Linked DNA regions of Mus musculus: regions 2 and 3 are each linked to region 1. A link is a contact called in public HiChIP or PLAC-seq and capture Hi-C data. All regions are on one chromosome and are shown on one strand. The core of a region is the stretch at or near the end of the contact, and the rest is flanking DNA. Distances in the headings are between cores, read along the strand shown. Region 1 holds the start of Pnliprp2 (pancreatic lipase-related protein 2). Region 2 holds the start of Kcnk18 (potassium channel, subfamily K, member 18). Region 3 holds the start of Shtn1 (shootin 1).

Region 1 (4,869 bases), core at 1,306-3,805:
CAGCAGACTGTACATGCAGAAAACATTTAACTTAGGTCAGAAGGGCGGGAGATAGGGAGGCACCGGGCCAGTCCAGACATGTCATTCTCTATCTTTATGGCCAAGCAGCCTCAGAAATGTTTTAACGATGGGCCTGCCCGGGCATGTCCTGGCCTGTTCTGCTATGTTCTCAGCCCCAGGTTTCAAAGCTCACAAACAACTCTTTGGGCTATTTGACATAAATTACATGAATCACAGGTCTCAAGTTTTATTTTCTTTCAGAGGCACAGGCTGTGATCCTCAATCTGGTAACAAATGATGTCTTCCTTTGGTGTGACTCTTGCTTGGATGGAAAGATGGCATCTTGTAGAATCTCAAATTTGAAGGCAGTGAAGGAATAGACAACAGAAATGAAGACAATCCTGAAACATAACTTCTGTCCTGAAGTGAGGCAGAGAATTCAAACCCCACTAAGCAAATCTGCCGCAGACCCTTTCTGGTCCCTGTCTGCGTAGAACGGGTTTCTTGCAGGTGGACAAGGAGTTGGTGAATGACAAACAGAAGCGACACATGAGATTGTGTAGAATCTGAATGTAATTTGTCAAATCAAGCATCAAACTTTTTATACAGAAGAAAATAGGGAAGTTGGGTGACATGGTAAGGTACAAAGAAGTTACTGGATTCTTACACAAAACAGAGGAATGCAAACAGGGAATGACTGACAGGAACCAAATGAGATAAAATTCAGTGTTAACAACTGGGATCAAAAAGCACCTAAGGTCCACTTAATCTTAGAAACCAGGGGCAAGGGCTTTGTGCCCTTGCCATAGTTCCTATTCTAGTCTATTGTATAGTCCACCTTCCCCCTAGGCCATAGTAAATACTTGTGTATGGGTGTAACTCAGCTATCTATAGTTCTAAGTATCTACTCTGGTTCCTTCTTAGATCACAAACTTCCTTCTTCCTAGATAATGATAAATTCCTGTGTAGGGCAGTGACTTAGCTATCCATGTCCAAGGTCGGATCAAGGACTGCCTAGAATCTAACTTAGCTATATGTCAAAAAAAATCAATCCTTAGGAGCACTTGTGATAAAGCAATATTAAGGGAAAGCACACAGATCTGTTTACCAACTAAAGCAAGGACATTGGAGCATTCTTTATACAGGATGCCACGATTCCAGGAGACTAATTTTCCGTGAACTTTTCGCCTTGGGACAGTGCCCAGGTTTTTGGGGCCTGTTGCACTTGTCACTACTGGAGTGGATGTAGCACAAAACCCCTGAGCAGTTTTCTAGTGAGTTTAGCCTTTGGAAAGTGTTTCCTCACATGGCATAAATCTGTTTTATCGGACTTCTGGAAGTGAGGATGACCATGTCCTATCCTTGGCCTTCGGAACAAAACCTGGAACCTGGGAATAACAAGAAAGACTTCTCACATTACAGGAACTGTAACTCTGGTGTCTAGCTCTCCCTCAGAGCAGTGTGTGCCAGGAGAGCCACCACTGTTCTCTATGGAGATGTTTCCCTTGATTCTTTGACTGATCTGTAGCTGGAGCCATGGTCACACTCAACCAGGCCTAGGAGTTGCTCACGTATTCAGAAGAGGTGGGGGTGGGGGGGAGGACTGCTGATGCCAAGGCACTCTGTAGAAAGCCACACAGCTACCTGTGCTGTCTCAGCAGCTATCCGCGACCCTTCAGTGATGTCTGTCCCCCTTGGTCAGAGACTGGAATCAAGGGCATTGAGTTGACCACAGCCTCAGTACCAGATGGGCTGCCTAGCTTAGTGAAGCCTGGGCAAGCGGAGAACATCTGAGGGCTGTTAAAGCTAGGAAATGCCAACTTGGATACTTTCCCACTGTATATCCTTCAGTGTGTCCACGCAATGCCAACTTGAAACACGGCAGGGTGGCACCTGGCTACTCACTCAGGACGGCTTCTTAGCTCTGAAGGAAAGAAAACATTTCCACTTCTTATCTCCAGGTCAAAGTACCACAGGTGCTTTGCAAATGGCAAAGATTGTTTCTAAACAAACCTGGTTGGAAACAAAGTCACTGGTATGGCTATCTCCTTCTGTACCCTCTGTGCCTTTCCAGCCTCTTTCTGAGTTCACTGAGGCTGAGGACTGCTGCCCACCTGTTCCACCCCTCAAGTGACCAAGTTGTGTATCTTCACAAATACTCCTTTTCATTGTTTATGATAACTGGGGTTCAGAGCACTCATGTGCAGCTTTATCTCTCCTGCCCTGTTATTTCTTCAATGGAGTTCAAAAAAGAAAACTTGTTTATAAAGGGTCATGGCCTCTGGTCATAACTATACATCCCAGTGTACCACAGTAAATCATAGTGACACCTGAACAAGGAGAGAAGCTGGGCTTAGGGCCAAAAGGGGAGGTGACTTCAGGAGAAGACTTTGAGCCGGAAGGTCCCAGGGTGGTGCTGCCACGATCATTAAACTCTGGGAGGCCTCAGCATCCGGTCCCGCCCACTGGGGATAGCCCCACCTACACAGCCTCCCGTACCGCCCACCCGGGACAGCCCCACCTACACAGGCTGCCGGTCTTCTAGTTGTTCACATTCCCCAGTGCACTCCAGAACCAACTGCCTCTTTGGGTCCAGCCTCTGCTGGCCTCATCCCTATCCTATGCCTATGGATGTCCGTGGATGTCTGTTTCCATCCGTGCAGATGTTGCTCTGCTGGCTCGTCAGCCTTCTGCTGGCCACAGTCGGAGGTGAGGATGCTGTCACCATCCCTCTAGAGGAAAGATGATGTCCTGAGCTTGATATCATGGAGACTGAGATGGATAAATGGCATGTCATGCTTAGTAAGAACTTAATGTTTAAGTAGTAATTAGTTCATGCTAAGTAGTAAGTACTTAACGTGAAGAACTGTGTGACTTGCACTGAGCTGCCTGGCAGCTTCCTGTGCTATTTTATCATAGGTGGATGTGCTTTGAGTTTTGCCTGTGGGCAAGGGTGCTTACTAAACATGCCATTGAAGGACAAACCTAGGACCCTCAGGGTAGAGTGTCTGAGAAAGAAACCTGGAAGTGTGTATGTGTTAGATGTGTCCAGCACCCAACAGCTCTTACAAGTGCAGAAGATCCAGGGTCCACCTGGAAACCCTTCCTGTGACAGATGATATTACTCCTTCCCAGAACCTTATGCCTGTCCTGTTTGTGGTTTGTTCTCCCCCCGCCCCCTCCAGGGAAAGAGGTTTGCTATGGACACCTTGGATGCTTTTCCAATGACAAGCCCTGGGCAGGGATGATTCAGCGGCCTTCGAAGATATTCCCTTGGTCCCCAGAGGACATTGATACCCGCTTTCTTCTGTACACAAACGAGAATCCAAACAACTACCAAGTAAGTGTGGGCATGGAGTGCCTGTGTTGGGTGACAGGAGTCAGTATGAACCACATACTGGGGCCACTAAGTGGCTGGCTAGGGCATAATTAACACTTTGGGACTGTCCTAGTGTGGGAGTTCTTGTCTCTAAGGGTCATAAGCCTTGAGTATCTCAGAAAATATACAAATAAAATACCAAAGTGTACACGGGGACATTTATGGAGAAGCCCAGGCAGAACCCATCTAAGCACTCCATCCCTTCTCTCATGGAGCAATAATATATGCATAGCCTTCCCAGGATGATACAAGACAGGAAAGGAAGACATGCAATTCAACACAAAGGATTTGAAAATATGAGGTCTCTGGGGAGATTATCAGAACAGGCCTATTCCAGATGGTCAGGTGACCAGGGAGTTCTTTTAAACGATGACATTGCTATGAGTTTAAGTAGTTCAAGCTTTGGCCCCTGGCAGGTGGGTCTATCTCTGGGTGCCTGGGGTTATCTACTACGGGACTTAGTTCCTCCATCTTGGAAACTATGTAGACACAATGGCCATTCCTGTCTTTATTGTCTTATCTTTCTAGCATTTGCTGGCATAAGAGTCCCCAGCAAACCTGTGGGCATATGGAAGTCTATGTTGAAGTACCAGGCTCCCCAAGCTGGAGCTCAGGCCCTGTGGCTTCTAGACAAGAGTTTTCTACCTTCCTTATTCCAGGAATCTCTTTAGCTACCCGAGGAAGCCTGCAGGCCCTTCTCAGGATAGCATGTCCAAATAGACACAATAAAATGTAATGGACTACAAAGAAAATCAGAGATTGAAAACAGTCATCAGCATGTGAGAAAGACAGAAAATATGTAGCATAGTATTAAATGTGCAATTTTATCATCTCAGTAAAGACTGATCTGGTTCAAGCTTCATGAAGACGGACAGTCAGAGAACATGCGCTTTCCAGATTCACAGGACTCAGCCACAGGGTTCTAGACCTGGGATCTCACTGGTCCCATCGGTCTGGCTGCCGCAGGTCTGCAGATGGGCCAGGACAACATTCAAATTCATCTTCTCTAATTTAACCAGATAATCTCTGCCACCGACCCAGCCACCATCAATGCTTCCAACTTCCAACTGGACCGCAAGACACGTTTCATTATCCATGGATTCATAGACAAGGGAGAAGAAGGCTGGTTGCTGGACATGTGCAAGGTTGCTATCCGTCCTTCTCACCCAAATCCCACACCCCCGTGCCCCTGACACAGGAAAGGGAATGTTCCCGCAGACGAAGATCCTTCCGAATATCCACCAAGGAAAGCATGCTTTTTGGGTCTCTGTTGTCACATTCTCCCACTCACTCACAGCCAGCAAGCCTCAGAGGTGGGGACTCCACATGCTACATTTTACCTCTGACTCATGTAACATTAAAACAAACATGTTGCCATCTTAAGCTCCACTAGCTCATGGTCGAGTTCTGTGTCTGCTGGGAGCCACTGGCTGGGAGCAGGTTTGGAGCTTTTGAAATGCACTAGTGCACCGGATGACCGGATTGTGAGC
Region 2 (4,869 bases), core at 979-3,478, 460 kb after region 1:
CTCCAGCTTTGTACATCTGTCTTTTCTGGAAGAACTGTCCTTATCTTGTTAAGCCTATAGAAGATCACATGACCTCTCCTCAGGGCAGAATCAAAGGGCTACAAGTAGAAATTTAAGCAAGAAGTAATTCTCTGGAGGCTGCACATATCGGTAGGTGGGGTCAAATAAGCAAGCCTTGGAGGTCTGGCTTTCTCTCCCACCCTCTTCCTGCCAACCTTTTATATGAAGACTTTCTTCCTTCCGTTCCCACACTCTCCCCTGCCGTGATTAAAACCCGCAGGATACAAATATAAAGTTGGCTGTACAACTTGATTGTAACACAGCAATTTGATCTTTAGGAGTCAATGCCATGCTTCATGTAGGCGTGTAATTGGCTTCTCATTACTTGTAAAAGACTTGGTGGGTTATTTGTGCTTGAGCAGCTTGGCCCCTGAATGCCTGTATGAGAGGTGGGAGGACTGGGGGAGAGAGTGGAGTAGAATATGGTGGCCAGGGTCTTCTGGAGAACTGCGCTATTCCTCCCGTCTTGGTCCATTCACGTTTATAGCAAAAGCCGCACATTGGGTAATTTATAAAAAGCAGTAGTTAATGTCATGCAATTCTAGAGCTAGAGATCCAGTGTGACACTACTCAGAGTGTCAGTATCTGATGAGGACCTACTCTGCTGACCACATCCTCACCTGGGGGCTGCTTACTTTGCCTTCTGAGTTAGTTCTTCCAAGCTGTATATAATGGTGACTAATTATTTTACTGAGAATTAATAAACTCTAAAAACTCTTTTTAAAGTAATTTTTTACTATTACGCTGTGTATATGGATGTTTTGCCCGCATGTAATTCTGCATACCACGTACATATAGTTCCCGTGGTGCCCAGAAGATTCACTGGATCCTATGAAGTTACAGACAGCTGTGAGTCGTCGAGTGAGTCCTAGGAATCCAACCGAGGTGCTCTGGAAGAGCAGCCAGCGGTCTCTCCAACCCTGAGAGTTTATTTCTTCATAATTTTTAAGTATCTATTTATTAGTGTGTGCGTTCACGTGCACATGCATGCACATACCATGGAACACACATGGAAGCCGGAGGGCAACTTGCAGAAGCCAGTTCTCTCATTCCACTTGTGGATTTCGGTTGTCAAGCCTGGTAGCATGCACCCTGACCTGCCGAGCCAAGAGGCGCTCTTTTTCTAGTCACCTCAGACAGAAGGACATTGACTCAGCAGCAGAGACAATTCTACCCAAGTCCAGGTGGATGGGCAGCTCATAGACAGCTACATCGCTAAAGAAGGGTCCCTCTCCCCGGCCTCTGACGTATCCTCAGAACGGGGAGGGACCTTGTGGATGTCTCACGTGGGTAGTCACAGATGCTCTGATTCCCAGCTAGCAATAGCCACATAAGACCCAAAAGACAGAATTTCCTAACAGAGAAAGTTTCCTAACAGAGTTTCCTAACAGAGAATTTGGGAGGACAACTACATTCAAGCCAGAACACTTCACTCACCCTGGATTAGAAAGATTTACTTTCCTCTAGAGGAGGAAGAGCTCAATAAATAGTGAGTTCAGGCTAGGTAGATGACTATGTGCCTTGCCGACATGAGTTCCATCCCCAAAATCATCATTTGAAAAAAAGAAGAAAAAGGCAGGGACTGACAGCACCTGTTTATGATCCCAGTACTGGGGAGGCGGAGCCTGGGGAGGCGGAGCCTGGGGAGGCGGAGCCTGGGGAGGCGGAGCCTGGGGAGGCGGAGCCTGGGGCGTTAGAGACAGGTGAAAGGGGTTTCCAGACCAGGCAGCCTGGACTATTTGGCAAGTTCCAGGTCACTGAGAGACCCAGACAGGTTCCAGCATTTTGGAAACAGTGAGCCTATGCTGTGCTAATTCTTATTCCTGTTGTCCAGTATTCCAGGTATGCCGGGGTAAGGAGTGCCTGAATTGTTCAGAAAGAACAGTCATTTGACTAAGTACTGAATGCCAGATTTGGTACCTGGAAACCGAAGCTGCAGTTTCAGAACAGGAAAGGCAGAGCAAAGTACAAAACAATCTCTGAGGTCCTCCTAAAGTCCCCGCCAGAAACTCTGGAGCTGGTCAGGAGGATCAATAACAATTTGGGGCACTAGCAGGGGCGCCATCCCAGTTGTTTGGATGAGCCAAACATGATGGGTTCCGGCTGCTTCCCAGTCCTCTGGGAAGCTCACGCACCATCCACTTAAGGCTGGAGCCTGGCCATTCTCCGGCCACTCCCACCTTCCTCTCCCAGGCTGTATGCTCCAGCCTCCTCTACACACTCCTCCTGTCCTGCCCTCAGCTGCTCCAAGAGGATGGAGGCTGAGGAGCCACCTGAGGCCAGGAGATGCTGTCCCGAGGCCCTGGGGAAGGCCAGGGGATGCTGCCCCGAAGCCCTGGGCAAGCTTCTGCCCGGCCTCTGCTTCCTTTGCTGCCTGGTGACCTATGCGCTGGTGGGTGCTGCTCTCTTCTCCGCTGTCGAGGGCCGCCCTGACCCAGAAGCAGAGGAGAACCCTGAGTTGAAGAAGTTCCTGGACGATCTGTGCAACATCCTGAAATGTAACCTGACAGGTAGGTGCCAAGGAGCCGTTACTGCCTCGGAGGTGCCCCGGCAGGAGGCTGTGAGCAGCTTGCCTATAACATTCTCACTCCTGACAGAATGTAGGCAAATGGTTTCCCCGGGTCTCACTTCTGTTCTCTGAGTAGTGGAGAGATGAACAGACGCCCTCCCAGGGGTGCAGTGAGGAAAGTTAGAGCCATAAGCAGGTGCTCTTAAGGCCCAGCTTTCCCTTCCCAGCTGTGCCTCAGGCTCCCATCAGCCCCACCCGGCCTCCAGGCCTAAGGAGAGGGTTAGTCCCTGGAGACTTGGTGGGTTGGGCGGGATCAGAGGTGCAACTCCAGCTTTAAGACTTCATGGAATCATCTAAACTGGGCTTGGATTTCCCCAGAATGGTCATATTGATTCCTATTTCAGTCTGTTTGCAGTGGGCTTGTAGGGGGTGGGGTCAGGGGCTGGGACTGGTGATGGCCAGGTTGTTGTTTTAGCTGAGTGGGTGGGATTCGTGCCTGCAGGACCATATCCTGCGGGAGAGAAGGGGAACCCACCTTCTGAGACCAGCCAGTAGTAAGAACCCTTTTCCAGCGGAGATGAGATGCACTAGGTCTCTGCAAGGCAGGAGATGCTCGTCAGGCATCCTTAGTGCCTGTCCATCTGTATTGCATCCCTTGATTTGGTTTGGTCGTGCAAAGGAATAATCAACAGAGTACTAGAAGGCCAGAGATGAAAGATAGTCAGCAGAGCGAGAGAAAATAAAAGAGAAAAAGAAATAAATGAGAAAACAGAGCCTGCTTTCCCCTGCTCACGGTCCTGCATGGCCTTTGCATGCCAGTGCTCCCTGGGGACATGGTTTGGGGGCAGCTGGTGCTCCCCGGGAACATGGTTTGGGGGCCTTGTCAGCTGGGTCTGAGTGAAAGCTGGTCCCAGAGAGCAGAGACCCGCTCTGTGGAGGGTGCCTCTTTCTTGCACCTTTGTCATAGCGACGGTTCTACTCAGTGGCCAGGGAGATGCTTAGGTGCTGTTGGGACACTTGCGGCTGTCATAAGACTCCTGTCTCCATCAAGTTCAGGGCTCCCTGAACCAGCCCCCACCTCAGATTCACCCAGGGGTCTTCTTAAATCACACATCTCCAAGCTTTCTTCCAGATCCACACAATCAGGATCCCTGAGGCTGGACTGGAAATCTCATTTGTCAAGGGGATCCTGGACACACAGCAGCAGGGTGTGCAGTCACGGAGCATCGGGGAGTCAGAGGCTGATTAGTGTTAGTGAGATGGCGTCATGAATTTTCTCACTTAATCCTCCCCAGGCACCCTGACCTTGGGTAAGAATTGCCTCCTTTTGATAGAAGCCCTGGAAGGTTATGTAACTTTCAGAGTTCACCTACAAGCCAACAAGTCAGGAATTCTGTCCCAGGCATTTGCCCTCCTGTAGAGTCTGAGCTTTCCACCAAGCTACACCACTTGGCAAATGGGGAAACTGGGGCTTAGAAAGCAGCCTTTTGTCTAGAGCTGTAAGTAGTTTAGGTGAGTCTAGATGCCAGATTCCCAGGCTGGTGCCATTCAATTAAAATGAGTAGTGGCTTCCGCTGTGGGCCAGGCTCTGAGCCCAGGGACCAAGGCTTTCCATCCCAAGAGACAGTAGCAGACTGAGCTGGGAGCTCTGGGAGCTCATCAAACCAGTGGCTCTGTATATTGCAGAAGCCGGGGCGTCTTACCACAGTCGGCCTTGCTGAAAGCCCTTTGCTTCCAGTTGCAAGAGGGATGGCAGAGGCTTTTATTCCTCTTTGAAATGAATAAAGAAGCCTGGACATGGTGGTACATGACTGTAATCCACCAGGCCAAAAATGGGAGGATTGGTGAGATCCTGTCCTACATAGCAATTTCTAGGCCAACCGAGGGTAGGTAGCTCTCGAGCGCGCCCCCAACTCGCCAGCAAGAACGACGCCACAGCAGGATCCTTCTGCACACGTTTATTCAGTCCTGTTTCTTCTTTCTCTATATCTCCCTTGTTTATATCTCCCTTGTTTATATCTCCCTTGTTTTTATATCTCTCTTGTTTTTATATCTCCCTTGTTTATATATCGCCCTCGTTTTTATATCTCCCTTGTTTTTATATCTCCCCCGAACCCTGGGCCTCTCACTCTTTTATACTCTCAGTTCACATCCACGCACAGCAGGCCACGCCACCTCACCAGGCACGCAGCTTCAGCTAATCAGTGCAGCAGGGGCAAATCTCCACCAAATTGGATTCACCTGTATCCTGGAACACCTGCGCAGCACTCAAGATGTTTGTGTCTATATGAGGAAGTCAG
Region 3 (4,869 bases), core at 1,121-3,620, 320 kb after region 1:
GCCATGTTTACACCTCAAATCCCCAACTTCCCAGCTAATTCCACAGGTAAAATAGCCATTAAAAACTCCTAAATAAGTCTTTTAACGCAGTCTGGTTTTAAGATATGAAAATCTCACCATAGACTGAACAAATAGTATCTATGTGACCAGTCCAATGTCCAAAACCAAGAGTACTCTCAAGAGACACAAACCTAAGTTCTATTCTCCTGGTACGCCCTTCCTCAGGAAAACAGAACCTTTAGAAATACTAAGGCCACAAATTTGTTTTCCAATACAACACAACAGAAAGCGCTAGACACTTAGGAACCCTCCCTTCTTCAAACATCAGTCCAGCAAAAGGCCTGAGGAGATATGTGTGGATGTGGTCACTGTTAGTGCACTCTGAGAATTACAATAAAATAATAAAAGGAAGTAACATATTTTACTTTGTTTTACAATCATTTGCAAGATGACCATCCATCAAAAGATCTGGTATTAATACCAAAAGTTTTCATAAGTCCAGAGTAATGAATCAAAAGTCTTCGGGTGTGAGACACGGGAAATTGTTATTAAAAGTAAATACTAGTGAAATCCAATCTTCTATGAAAATACTTGAAGGATTACAAATAAGGCATTCTGTCCATCCATTGAGTCACAGGTGCGATGTGGGCTGACTTCAGGCTAATTGCAGATGAGAGGGGGAAATGAAAGCAATTAACACCCATTCTGGATTTCTAGATGCCACATAGGGAAAAGTGCTTCATCCATTTCAGCGAGGTTAGGTAACTCCCCTGAGGTCACACAGTACAGTGCTGTGGAGCCCTTTCTGCGGAAGTGTGGCTGATGGATTTGAAGAGCAGCAAGCGGCTCAAGTCCTTGCTAGGACCTCTTAAGCCACCTGGCTCAGTCACAAGACTCAGTGATGGGAAGACACCAACTTCCTGGAGAGCTGAGTCAAGAAGAGGAATAGGACCATTGAGCAGGGCCCTTCCAATGTTAGCAAGTCCTGCAGCAAAGAGCATGCATGACCTTTTACCTCCTAAACCTGTGCAGTTCCTCTTTCTTGACCCATATTCTCAAACCACACTTTGAACAGGATAATTAGTCGTGGTATTTTTAAAGTGTGTCAGATTAACTGTCTCTAGGATCTTGCTTTGTTCACAAATGTTCTGATGGCAATCATTAGCTACCAAGCGGTAGAGAAAAGCATGCAAAACGGCCTGGATTTCCAGCCCCAGCCCCGCTTCCTCATTAAGCCCCACACAGGCAGGGTGTCGACTCACTGACTAATAAATTGCTAAAAATGGGAAGTGATAAGAACACATCGGTTCCCTGAAAAATCCCAGCTGGGTAAAGAAAAAGGAACTAGACCGAACCCAAAAGAAGGGAACGCTGCAGGCCCAGGAACGCCAAAGTGTGCAAGGGTGCGGCCTCAGCTAGGAGCCAGGCCAACTGAGCCACTACCCGGCGCCCAGCGATCCTACCCTACCCGGCTCGCTACTCCCGCGTGGACTGAGGTGCGTGCCCTGACCCTGTCCACGCCCGACGCGTGTCCCTTTGCCCGGGTCGCGCGCCCTAGTCCTGCAGGGCGCGCGATCCCACTGCGGGAAGACGCTGCAGCTCCTCCGCCCAGGGCGCTGCACCCCATGGCGCTTGGGGATGCGGGGTGACCGCGGCGGCCTCACGGTCCCTTGGCCACGGCTGGCACCTGCGGCTGCGCCCAGAGCTGTCCCGCCCGAGGCCGCTGCTGGGCACCTGCGGCAGCCGGCCCACCTACCTTGCTCCTTCAAGCTGGTGATGAGCTGCAGCTGCTTCTCCTCGTCCGAGCTGTTCATTTTGGCGGGTGGGGCTGGGGATAAAAGGCAAGGAGGGAGAGGCGAGGGGGACACGGGGGAGGGGGAGCAGAAAGCAAGATGCCGGTGGCGCGGCGTGCGGCTGCACTACCCGGAAGTTGGGATCGCTCCCGCTCCTCCTCCTCCTGGCGCGCCGCACGCGGTGAGATCATCCCACGCACCTACTCGCGGGCCCTGGCTGCCCCACCTGCGGCGGGCGGGTCTGGGCGCCTGGCCCGGTAGGGGCGTGGGCCGCTGGAGGCGGGTGAAGTGTCACGGCCCTGGGGCGCCTGCGATCCTCCCAGGTGGCTGTATGCGGTTCTGCTAAGGCCGCCGCTGCGCCAGGCTTTCCACCCGAGGCGCGCACCATGGAGACTCGACCCGGGTTCCCCAGGTCCGCCACCCTAGAGCTGGACAGCGGATCTGAGCAGGACCGGACGGACCCCAGAGGACCAGGCTCCTATCCTAGTTCTCAGTCACTGCTCATTGGAGCCAGGGCTGGAAAACCCTCTGTTCTACACCATGCACCTGTCCACCAAGCAAGTGCATGTTTGCAGTCTGTCTGGCTAATTGAGTCACCGCAGTCTTGAGGAGTAGGGGGTAGTGGGTAGCAGTCTGAGGGAGGGAGGGAGGGAGGGAGGGAGGGAGGGAGAGAGAGAGAGAGAGAGAGAGAGAGAGAGAGAGAGAGAGAGAGAGAGAGAGAGAGAGAGAGAGAGAAGAGGTGATGGGGGCGTGGCAGTCTGATCGCAGTTCCAGCGTGTGTGAAGAGGCCAGAGTCAGAACCTGGGCCCTGCCTCCAAGTGCCTCACCAGGCCAGAACTGCAGGGAAGGTCATCTGGTTCCGGTGGGAGGATCTTGCATCTTGGGGAGGCTGGCACTGCACTCTGAATACCCAAGGTCACTTTGTTGCATGACAGGGAGCCTCCTGTGTAAGGACTGAAGACAGTCCTTGCCTCTCTTAAGGACCCTCGGTGGCATTTACACCCAACTCTGGGGTAGACCTGGGCAAACATATCTAGGCAGGCTTGCATTCTCCAACTCTAGTTCTCCTAACATTTGCTTGACTCTCCCAAGCTCTGGAATTGGTCTAAAGAATGGAAATAATAAAGCATACTCTTTTAGAATTTAAAAAATTGAACAGGGAGAGGAATTTGACCACAACATCAAATCTAAAAAATAGAAGTGCTTGTCTAGCATGCGCTAAGGCCCCACAATCCATCCGGTCCACCTCCAATAAGGTGGACCGAATGGATAGGTATGCCGCCTGCTCTGCGCAGAGGATTTTTTGTTTTTTATGATTACAGGTGTTATGGTTGCTAATAACAAGTTGAGAAAAGCACAGTTCTTTATTCCAATCATTAAGCGCTCCAGATAAATCCGGGTTAAGTGAGCCTTCTGCACAGCCCTCGTTTTCTTCATCCTCTCTAAACTCATATAGAACACCAGCTCTTCATTCCTTGCGTCTCAATTTAGGCAAACGCCCCAACTCGGCTGGTAGTGGCCCTGCCAGGAGACGTGTATTGATATTCCCATAGATCCTATTACCAGTATCTTTCTGGTACTCATTATTCATACCATCTCGTGGTGACCGTTGAAAAATCAGAATCGGCTATTCCCTTTTAAGAAATGGCAGTGGTTTAGAATGCATAGTTTAACTGTTCGGGTGGCCTGAGGTGGCAGTGTGGATTTCTAAGTAAAAAGAATGAAAGATGGAACTTTATGAAATTATTTCAGTGTGGGGATTTTGCTATTTGGTCCTTCCTGGAATGTTTCATAAGAATGTTTCATAAGTTCAAAATATTTTCCAGTCAGCTACAGTGATGATCATAAAGATTGGTATAGGCTCAGGACACACAAGACCAAGTTCTCTGCCCAAAGATTTGCCCCAAAAGGACAAAGGTCAAGGAGTAAGAAACAAAGACAGGAGATAGAGGATGAGGGAGAAGGAAAAGGGAACAAGGGAGGAGGGGACATGGTATTTGTCCTAGAAAGACAAAGGACAGCCTCTAGATGGGAGCCAGACATGGCCCATAGGAAAATGGTGGTTTATATAAGGTAAGGGGAGAAACCCTATGTTAGGATGAGGTGTTTAATTTTAATTGGGCATGTTAATTAGGTGAGTCAAAGGGGCTTTTGTTTCCCGGACTTCAACACTTAGATTGCTGAACCTTGGTAGTCAGCCTCAGGAGGAGGGAGTGGCCAAATAAGGGAATAGATTTTGATGGTTAGTTTTAGCAATGTAATCTAATGGTTTTTAGCCAAGACAGGGGGAATAGAAGAGAAGGGCAAGGCTTGCCAGAGCCATGCTTGACATGTTAACATGCCTGGGGTAGTTAGAGCTCCTTCAATGATCCCAAAAGATAACCACATGGTCTTTCTCCTGGGGTTACCTTTTTAGTCCTAGGACTTGAAAGGTAGGAGATATGCGAGTTTTTAGCCAATTGCATGACCATATGAGGATGGGCTGCCACCAGGTGTTTTGTGAAATGAATGATAATTTATTTCTAGAAACACACACACACACACACACACACAGAGAGAGAGAGAGAGGAGATTCAAGTGATCAGAAATAACTACCTAGCTTTGTAAGGCAGCCATGAAGCTTGTTAGCCTATGACCAAACCCAAGGAACCAGAAGTACCTTCTCCAGCTCCATCACAGGGAAGCAGGATGTCCTGTTGATATTTAGATTGGTTTACAAATCTCCACTCTTTTAAATGGCTGATAGAATTGTCAATTCCAACAACAGTATGATGTCTGGGGAGTTTGAGAGTCTCAAATTGAAATGTTTTGGCCTCACAGTGAATCGGTGGCTCATTGAAATGAATTCCATGTACCCTCTTTGAATTAAAATAGCCACCTGAAAAACAAAGCCCTATTATCCTGAGGCCATGCTATGAATTATTAGGCTAACTATTAGATTTACTTCTTGGGATACAGAGCTTCTGTTACAATGACTTATTTATATGGCATGAATATTGATAGGAAGGATAGAGTTATATAATTAGTTTTTGTTCTGCTTAATAATGCATACGGGGATTTGTGTTTCATTGCATTG

Evidence for each region. HiChIP or PLAC-seq counts read pairs in DNA pulled down with a chosen protein or histone mark. Capture Hi-C pulls out chosen DNA fragments and counts their contacts.
Region 2: a capture Hi-C map of embryonic stem cells shows a contact between it and region 1, with 5 times the contacts expected there. The contact joins the promoter of Kcnk18 here to the promoter of Pnliprp2 in region 1. A contact is called at or near these places in 7 of 39 promoter capture datasets (the 3T3-L1 cell line, cranial neural crest, embryonic stem cells and 4 more), 4 of 15 datasets of contacts at CTCF or cohesin (embryonic stem cells, large pre-B cells, pro-B cells and 1 more), 49 of 484 Hi-C or Micro-C datasets (the C2C12 cell line, the HL-1 cell line, the N1E-115 cell line and 26 more), 6 of 115 datasets of contacts at active chromatin or transcription factors (astrocytes, embryonic forebrain, embryonic stem cells and 2 more) and 3 of 9 other capture datasets (adipose tissue, embryonic stem cells and liver).
Region 3: an H3K4me3 HiChIP or PLAC-seq map of embryonic stem cells shows a contact between it and region 1, with 21 read pairs. The contact joins the promoter of Shtn1 here to the promoter of Pnliprp2 in region 1. A contact is called at or near these places in 1 of 484 Hi-C or Micro-C datasets (embryonic stem cells) and 2 of 115 datasets of contacts at active chromatin or transcription factors (both in embryonic stem cells).

What each region holds. Positions count from the first base shown.
Region 1 is chr19:58,757,168-58,762,036 of GRCm38.p6, forward strand. It overlaps Pnliprp2 (pancreatic lipase-related protein 2), which reads left to right and starts at 2,556. Exons shown (of 12, transcript NM_011128.2): 1 at 2,556-2,709; 2 at 3,186-3,340; 3 at 4,399-4,524. The coding sequence starts at 2,622.
Region 2 is chr19:59,217,420-59,222,288 of GRCm38.p6, forward strand. It overlaps Kcnk18 (potassium channel, subfamily K, member 18), which reads left to right and starts at 2,229. Exons shown (of 3, transcript NM_207261.3): 1 at 2,229-2,570. The coding sequence starts at 2,315.
Region 3 is chr19:59,073,699-59,078,567 of GRCm38.p6, forward strand. Shtn1 (shootin 1) reads right to left here and starts at 2,371. Exons shown (of 17, transcript NM_001114312.1): 1 at 1,757-2,371. The coding sequence starts at 1,814.